Linked DNA regions of Anas platyrhynchos: region 2 is linked to region 1. A link is a contact called in public Hi-C data. All regions are on one chromosome and are shown on one strand. The core of a region is the stretch at or near the end of the contact, and the rest is flanking DNA. Distances in the headings are between cores, read along the strand shown.

What was found. Hi-C and Micro-C count contacts between places; a contact is called where the count stands out from the background.
Region 2: a contact with region 1 is called in a Hi-C map of small yellow follicle, with 3 times the contacts expected there. The contact joins the promoter of ANAPC2 here to the promoter of PNPLA7 in region 1. A contact is called at or near these places in 4 of 8 Hi-C or Micro-C datasets (liver, skeletal muscle, small yellow follicle and 1 more).

The regions. Positions count from the first base shown.
Region 1 is chr18:4,358,448-4,362,000 of IASCAAS_PekinDuck_T2T, reverse strand. It overlaps PNPLA7 (patatin like domain 7, lysophospholipase), which reads right to left and starts at 1,468. Exons shown (of 36, transcript XM_038188048.2): 1 at 1,290-1,468; 2 at 1,068-1,125. The coding sequence starts at 1,106. MRPL41 (mitochondrial ribosomal protein L41) reads left to right here and starts at 1,568. Exons shown (of 1, transcript XM_027471108.3): 1 at 1,568-2,243. The coding sequence starts at 1,716. The coding sequence ends at 2,123. It overlaps LOC113845479 (a long non-coding RNA gene), which reads left to right. Exons shown (of 3, transcript XR_003501073.3): 1 at 1-354; 2 at 433-537; 3 at 627-913.
Region 2 is chr18:4,579,296-4,582,657 of IASCAAS_PekinDuck_T2T, reverse strand. It overlaps ANAPC2 (anaphase promoting complex subunit 2), which reads right to left and starts at 1,293. Exons shown (of 13, transcript XM_027470949.3): 1 at 1,154-1,293; 2 at 1-589. The coding sequence starts at 1,237. SSNA1 (SS nuclear autoantigen 1) reads left to right here and starts at 1,222. Exons shown (of 4, transcript XR_011804027.1): 1 at 1,222-1,356; 2 at 1,438-1,637; 3 at 2,253-3,362.

The DNA.
Region 1 (3,553 bases), core at 219-2,718:
AGCGTGAACAACGTTCCCCCCGCAGCATGGGGAGACTTGCAAGCACTGGCGATCCTTTGGCAACAGCAGGGAAAGCCAACAAGCAGGATCTGACCTCCCAGGTACCACAGCCATGTAAGCAGCTGTTCATAGGAAAACAGCCCCTGGGACAGCTGTGAAATTGTTAAATCACCAGCCCTGCACAGCCCCAACATCCCACGGCTGCAGGACGGAGCCTCCACTACCAGCACCTGCGTTCAAGGACTTGACGTTGTCCTCAGAAGCCTTCAGACAACACTCGGACACAAAACTTGTTTGGAACATCCCTGAGAGGACCAGCACTTCACTGGAAAATGAAGCGGCGATAGGCTAAGGGTATGTAGTGTCGTGAAAATAACTTGCCTGCTTTTTTCCCAAGGTTTAGTTCTTATTTTCTTCATGAAAATTTCACAGTAGATAAAAACACGGAGCTACGTCAGTAAGGCTCACACCCATCCAGAGTACGGGGCACAGGAGCAGCTCCAGCGGGAGCTCCAGAACTTTGCATCGCAATCAAAGGTAAACAGCGAGCCGTGCCCCGCAGGGAGGGGTGCGAAGCCTCCCCGGGTGCAGAAAGCAGGACCTTAAACCAGAATTCCCCCAAACAGGCTTCCCTGTGCACACCTGGCTGCATGCCTATGGCTTGACTGGATGCTGGATTTTCACCAGAAAACGCCTTTTGCCTGCATACAAGCGTGCTGTGTGTGGCTTTTAGATCCAACAGCGGCCAGTTCCCATCGCAGCCCCTGTGTGGCATCAGGGGAAGAGCAACGAGTCCCTGAGGGACTGACGGCCAAGCAGAGGGCACGGAGGGGCCGCAGCCGGGAGCGCGGCGCAGAGCGCGGAGGGCTTGTGGCGAAAATAAACCGAAAAATGGTCAAATACAGCACGGCGAGAGCCGCACGGATCCTGAGGCGTCAGACGGTGAAACCCAGAGGGGGAAAAGCCCTGAAACGCCAGCGCCGCCCGCAGCACGGCCGTGACGGGGAAACGCCACAGAGAGCGGCAGAGACCCCGACACCCCCCGGTACCCCCCGTCCCCGCCGTACCTCCAGGCCGGTGCCGTTGCCCTCCTCCTCCTCCTCCATGCCTGGCGGTGCCGGGGCCCTGAGGGAAGAAGCCCAGAGCTCAGCAGGGAGAACGACCGCCCCCCCCCCCCCCGCGCTCATTTTGGGGCCAAAAACCCCGAACCCGCGGGCGGGGGCCGCGCGGCGCCCACCTCCCCCAACGGCTCCCCGGGAAGGCTCCGCTGCCCCGCCGCGCTCACGCACCTCACACTGCGGGGAGCGAGCGGGGAGCCGCGCTGCGGGCAGGCGGCAGCCGGGGGGGGGGGCTCGGTACCGGCACCGGCACCGCCGGGAGCCCCCGGGCGGCCCCGCGCTGCCAGCGGAGCCGAACGGAGCCGAACGGGGCCGAGCGGAGCCGAAGCCAGGCCCGGCCCCGCCCCCGCCGCTGAGGGGAGCGCCCAGCCGGCCTCCTCGCTGCTGATTGGCCCCGCGCCGAGAGAGAGCTAAGATAGGCGCTGCGGATTGGCCAGCCCGTTCCGGCCAGTGGGAGCGGGCGGTGCTGCGGGGTGCCGGTGCGGGTTGTGTGAGGTGAGGCGGCGGTGGCGGAGCCGGGGGCAGAGCCCGGAGCCCGCAGCTCTCGGCCCGGCGCCGCCTCCTCCTCCCGTCCCGCCGCTTCCTGAGGGGCCCGGCATGGGGCTCCTGGCCCAGCTGGCCCGCGGGCTGGTGCGGGGCGCCGACCGCATGTCCCCGTTCACCAGCAAGCGCGGCCCCCGCAGCCACAACAAGGGCCGCGGGGCCAAGAGGCCGGGCGTGCTGACCGCCAACAAGAAGTTCCTCCTGGTCAAGGAGATGGTGCCGCAGTTCGTCGTCCCCGACCTGGCGGGCTTCAAGCTCAAGCCCTACGTCTCGTACCGCGCCCCCGAGGGCTCCGAGCCGCCGCTGACGGCCAAGCTGCTCTTCAGCGAGGTGGTGGCGCCGCGCATCGAGAAGGACGTGAAGGAAGGCGCCTTCGACCCCAACGACCTGCAGAAGTACGGCTTCGAGCCCACGCAGGAGGGCAAGCTCTTCCAGCTCTTCCCCAAGAACTACGTGCGCTAGGGAGCCAGCGGGGGGATGCCCGCGGCCGCTGCCGTGAGCGGTGGTGGGAGAGACTGGACCTGCGCCCACAAATCCGGGACTGTTTCTGTCAGTGGGTATTAAAAGCTGATCCTTCCGCTTTGTCTTTCTGCAATGTGTGATTTAAATCGCGGTGGGGGAAACTGGCAGCTTGTACCTCATCAGTGAGCAGGGAGGGTGTCAGCTGGCTTGCACCGTGTGTATAATTGCATGTGTGGGTGTCCTGCTCTCAGACAAGAGCTGATTGACCACACGCTGGTAATCACAGGAGGAAGTTGCTCTCCAGGCCACAGAAGCAAATGTGCCTGACCTCCGGGAAGGAGGGAGGGCTCCTCTGCCTCCAGCAGAGTCTGGAGCTGTGGAACGAGCCTCTTCGAGCTGAAGCATCCCTGGTCGGTACTGCCACAGCTCTGCTGCAAATCGCGAGCACAGCCAAAAGCAGAATGCTCAAATGAATTTCTCACTAGCTAAAGGGAAGTGTTCCCCTAAAACAGGGATAAGACCTCCAACAAAGCCTTACTCTAAGCTCTCTGAGCAGGAGCTGTAGCCTGTATTGAATGTCACAATTATTCCAAGCTTTCCCAAGCCTCAAAACTCCTTTGAAGTAAATCAAGATATAGTTAATTAGCAGTGCAGATGCTTGACCTTTGAAGATAGATGCTTAAATTTGAAATACACCTCAAAAACTGTTTTTGAGATAGGTTCCTGAAAGAGCAATGCCTTACATAAAATGAAACATATACAAGCAGCACTTAAGAGTTACATGCGGCTGCTTATGAAGTAAAAATACCGAAATTCTAAGTAAATTGCTGGAAATAACATTTTTCCCTGACCCTCAAGTATTGGAGTTTTTGAGAAAATGGTTCTGTGAAACAGTTCTGTGTGGAGACTGTAGCACTGCCCAGAGGTACTTTTTTTTTTATGAGGCTTTCTAAACACGAAGTACTGCAAAGCTTGAGTATCAGGTAATTTAATTAGAATGCAGTTTTTCACATTTGGAGAGAAGGCGCACGTTACCTGTGTTCTCTGTGAGCATCCAGTCTGTAATGAAGACTGACAGATAAGTCCTTAAAGTGTTTTTTAAAAACAAAACCACGAAGGCTGGATAGAGCTGTGATGGGGAGGGATGCTGTGTTTGCTTCCACTTCACAGGACTGCATTCAGGGCTGAAACCCCAAATACTTGTCTACAAGGTCTCTTGAAGAACAAGCACACTGCCAACCACCCTTAAAGCAACCGAGCTGTTATGTGACGGGGATGGAGGTCCTCAGGTGGAGTAACTGGCTAAAGATGGGAAACAGGAAGAGTAAAAGCTGATTTTCATGGTGGAAGAATGCCAGCAGTAGTGTTCTACAGGTGTTTGTCCTAGAGTAAGTCATAACTAAAGACAGTGAATCACTCTTCTTAGTACA
Region 2 (3,362 bases), core at 44-2,543, 220 kb before region 1:
CTTTGGGACACCAGCACTGCTCCCTCTTACTGCCGCAGCCTGCGCACACCTGGCTCTCTCCTCCGCCCTCCTCCGTATCACTCTCTTGCTCGTTCTCACTCATGCTGCTCTCACACTCGTTCATTCCTTCTTCTCCTTTCTTCCACTGCCGCATGTATATCCGGAAAGTGCGGCTATAGAACTGCTGGATCATTTCTTGGAAGGACTTTGTGGTGGAGAAAAAAAGGATAGCTTTGAACATGGTGTAGACCTTCTCCTGCAGCATCTGAGCGCCTGTCCCCAGCAGCAAGCCCGCCTTGGTCCATCTCTCCAGGAGCTCCAGGCTGTTCAGGTAGGGGTCCAGGCGGCACTTGAGAAGACAAAACGCGTCCAGAAGGAGCGAGGAGCACTGAGGCTCCTCCGCTGTGTTTTCATACTGGCCAATGCAGTTCCAGAACTCGGGGGCTATATTCGCCTGGAGGTCCGTCTGCAACACCTCGATGAACCACTCTTCCACGATCGAGTGCAGGTCGTAACAGCGCAGCACCTCCAGGGCAGCCCGCAGGTCGGCATCCTTCAGCGGCCCCACAGGATCAGACCTTGGCGCTGCCTGGAAAGCAGAGGGGACAGCACGTCAAGCACACGCACACTTCTGTAGGTGGATCTGTGGCAGAAGAGCCCGCTCGGCCCGAGGAGTGGGGACCAAACGCACGCCGGCCCTGCTGAACAGCACCCGGTGGGTGCCGGGGTCTCAGAGCACTGCTGGAAGCCCAGCATCCGCCTCAGAGGCCCATTTCCCAAACATAGTCCCCTCGGTGGCCGCTGCAGCAGACACAGGCTGGTGCTGTGCCCCCCAAAACACCAGGCCCTGCGACAAAACCCCAAAACTGCCTTCTGCAGGGCGCAACCCGGCAGAGAGCCGCAGCACCGGGGGAGGAAGCAGCGATCTGTTCGGCCACTGTTCCACCACCACGGAGGGCGTTTGGGCCACGGCACCTCGTCAGGGCGAGAGGGCGAGCACAAAACCAGCCCCGAGAGCGGAGGGACAGGGAGCGGACCCGGGATCCCCTCAGGCACCACAACTCCCCCGGCCCCAAACTGAGGGCGGCTGCGGCTCCCCCCCCCCCCGCGGCTCCCCGAGCCCCCGGCCCTCCCCCGGCCGCCCCCCGCTCACCAGCCCCAGGGCCGCGGGCGGCACCAGGGCGGTGCTGAGCCGGTGCCAGGCCGCCGAGAGCCCCGCGGCCGCCGGTGGCTCCATGCGGGCCGCACCTCAGGAAGAGGCGGAGCGCGGCGGGGCCGTTGGCGGGGCCGGGCCGGGAGCCGCCATGGGCGAGGCGGGAGCGGCGCTGCAGGGCTACAACGCGGCGCTGCTGGAGGGTGAGCGGGGTCGGGCGGGTGAGCGGGGCCGGGCTGTGCCGTGCCAAGCCGGGGGCTGACGGGCCGGGCCGGGCCGGGCAGGGCTGGCGGAGCTGCGGGCACGGCGGGACGAGCTGAGCGAGCGGATCCGGGAGGAGGAGGCGGAGCGGGGGCGGCTGCAGGCGAGGCTCGGGGCGCTGAGCCAGCGGCTGGCCCGCACCAACGAGAGCCTGGCCGGGCACCTGGCCGCACGCAGCGAGCTGGACAGGAGCATCGCCGAGACAGAGGCGGCCTACGGCAAGGTAACGGGCCTGGCACGCGGCCTGAGGGGGGAAAGGAGGGTTGGGGTGGTCTCGGGGCTCTGCTGGGCTGCCCCCGGCTGAGCAGGGGTGGGGGAAGCCGCACGATGTGGAAATAGAGGAAAATGGGCTCTGGGCCACCAAACCCTGCAAAAGGCCCCTCGCCAACCCTGTTCGGGAGAGGGGAAAGGAAAAGGAGGAAACCAGACGCGGCCAGAAGACCACAGGAATCCACGCAGGTAACAACAAACCCATGCCAGAACTGTCGGCCCTGCGCTCTTTTTGCTTCACTTTCATGTAATTTCATCTTCTGTCTTTCTGTGAGGCAGCATCTGCCATACCGTTAACTGAAAGGGCAGGAATGTCAGAGCAGCAAGGGGGCAGGAGGCAGCCCAGCAGCACAAGGGCTGAGCATCGCTGTCATTTCTGTTGCGGGATGGCTCAGTCCCTTCACCCTTCCTGCATTTGGAACTGCTGGGCAGGGACTGCTTCATTCCGCTGACAGGGTAACAGCTGAGTTAGCTTTTAAAATAAAACACCAATCAGCATTTGAAAAGAGTAAAAGGCTCTTTCCAGGTAGTTGCCTAAATTTTCCCTTCTCCCATTTCTTTTTTGAAGGCAACAACTACTATAAGCGTTGAATCCTCTTATCTCCTCAGGCCAGTGCCTTCTGGCCAGCCTTCCTGGCAGCAGCTGTTTTCAGATGAAGCTGGAGCTGATTTCTCTGCCTGCTTCAAGACCTGCTGGTTTAGGGTGAAGGGGACAACTCACATAAAAATTGTAACAGCTTAGCAATTTTGTTGTAAAGTTACAGAAACAACAGCACAGGTTCTAAAAGAAACCTTCCCTGAGATACAAGTCACAAGCCCCTATCCTACAAACAAATTCATGTTTATTGAAATTAGAAGACAAAGTCACAGTAGGTAAAGAGCCAAGGTGGTTAGGAGAGGAAATGCAGACATCCTGCAAATAGAAACAAGTAACAAAGTTCCTTTCCTGTGGATTTCCATCTCTTGTCTGTAATCATACTCCTTGCCTTTCCCCAGCCCATGAGTTGCAGGACTCCGTCCCCATCCACCGCATTCTTCCATGGACACAGACGACAAGATCCCACCAACTTCTACTGGCATCTCGGCCTGCGGGGCGCTTGCTTTCATCTCTTCTCTGACCACTTAATGATTTCCACAAGTTTATAGGAGTGTAAAAATGATCTTTGGGACTATAACCCTGCTATAACTTTTTGTTACAGTTGTCCACCATGTTATAACTTTACAACAGAGAGATGGACAGGCAACAAGATTTTCTAAGCCTAGCATAGCCTTGTATCCTAACGCACCACAAGTTGGAGTGCTAAATTATATAAAACAAGCTAAAAGCAGAAGAAAATGAATAAAAGCAGAAAGATTTAGTCTGACTTAAGGTCATTGTGGAGTTGAGCAACATCTTGAAGCAAGAAACCTAAAGTGTGCAGTTTTAGTAGTAGAAGACAGTTGAAACTGTGTCTGAGTACAATTCTAATACTGATCTAAAAAGCCCAAGTATCAAGATCTCTTAAAAACTAAAGTTTAGTCCACAGCCTGCTGCAGCAGGAAGTTCTCTGCCCCGTGTTCAAAGACTGATAAACTGCTTAAGTTATTTCTTATTCATAAAATGGGCATAAACCAGAGAAATTCCTCCACAGATATTCCTGCAGTGAGACAGAATACCTAATTCTCAGTGGTGTAACAT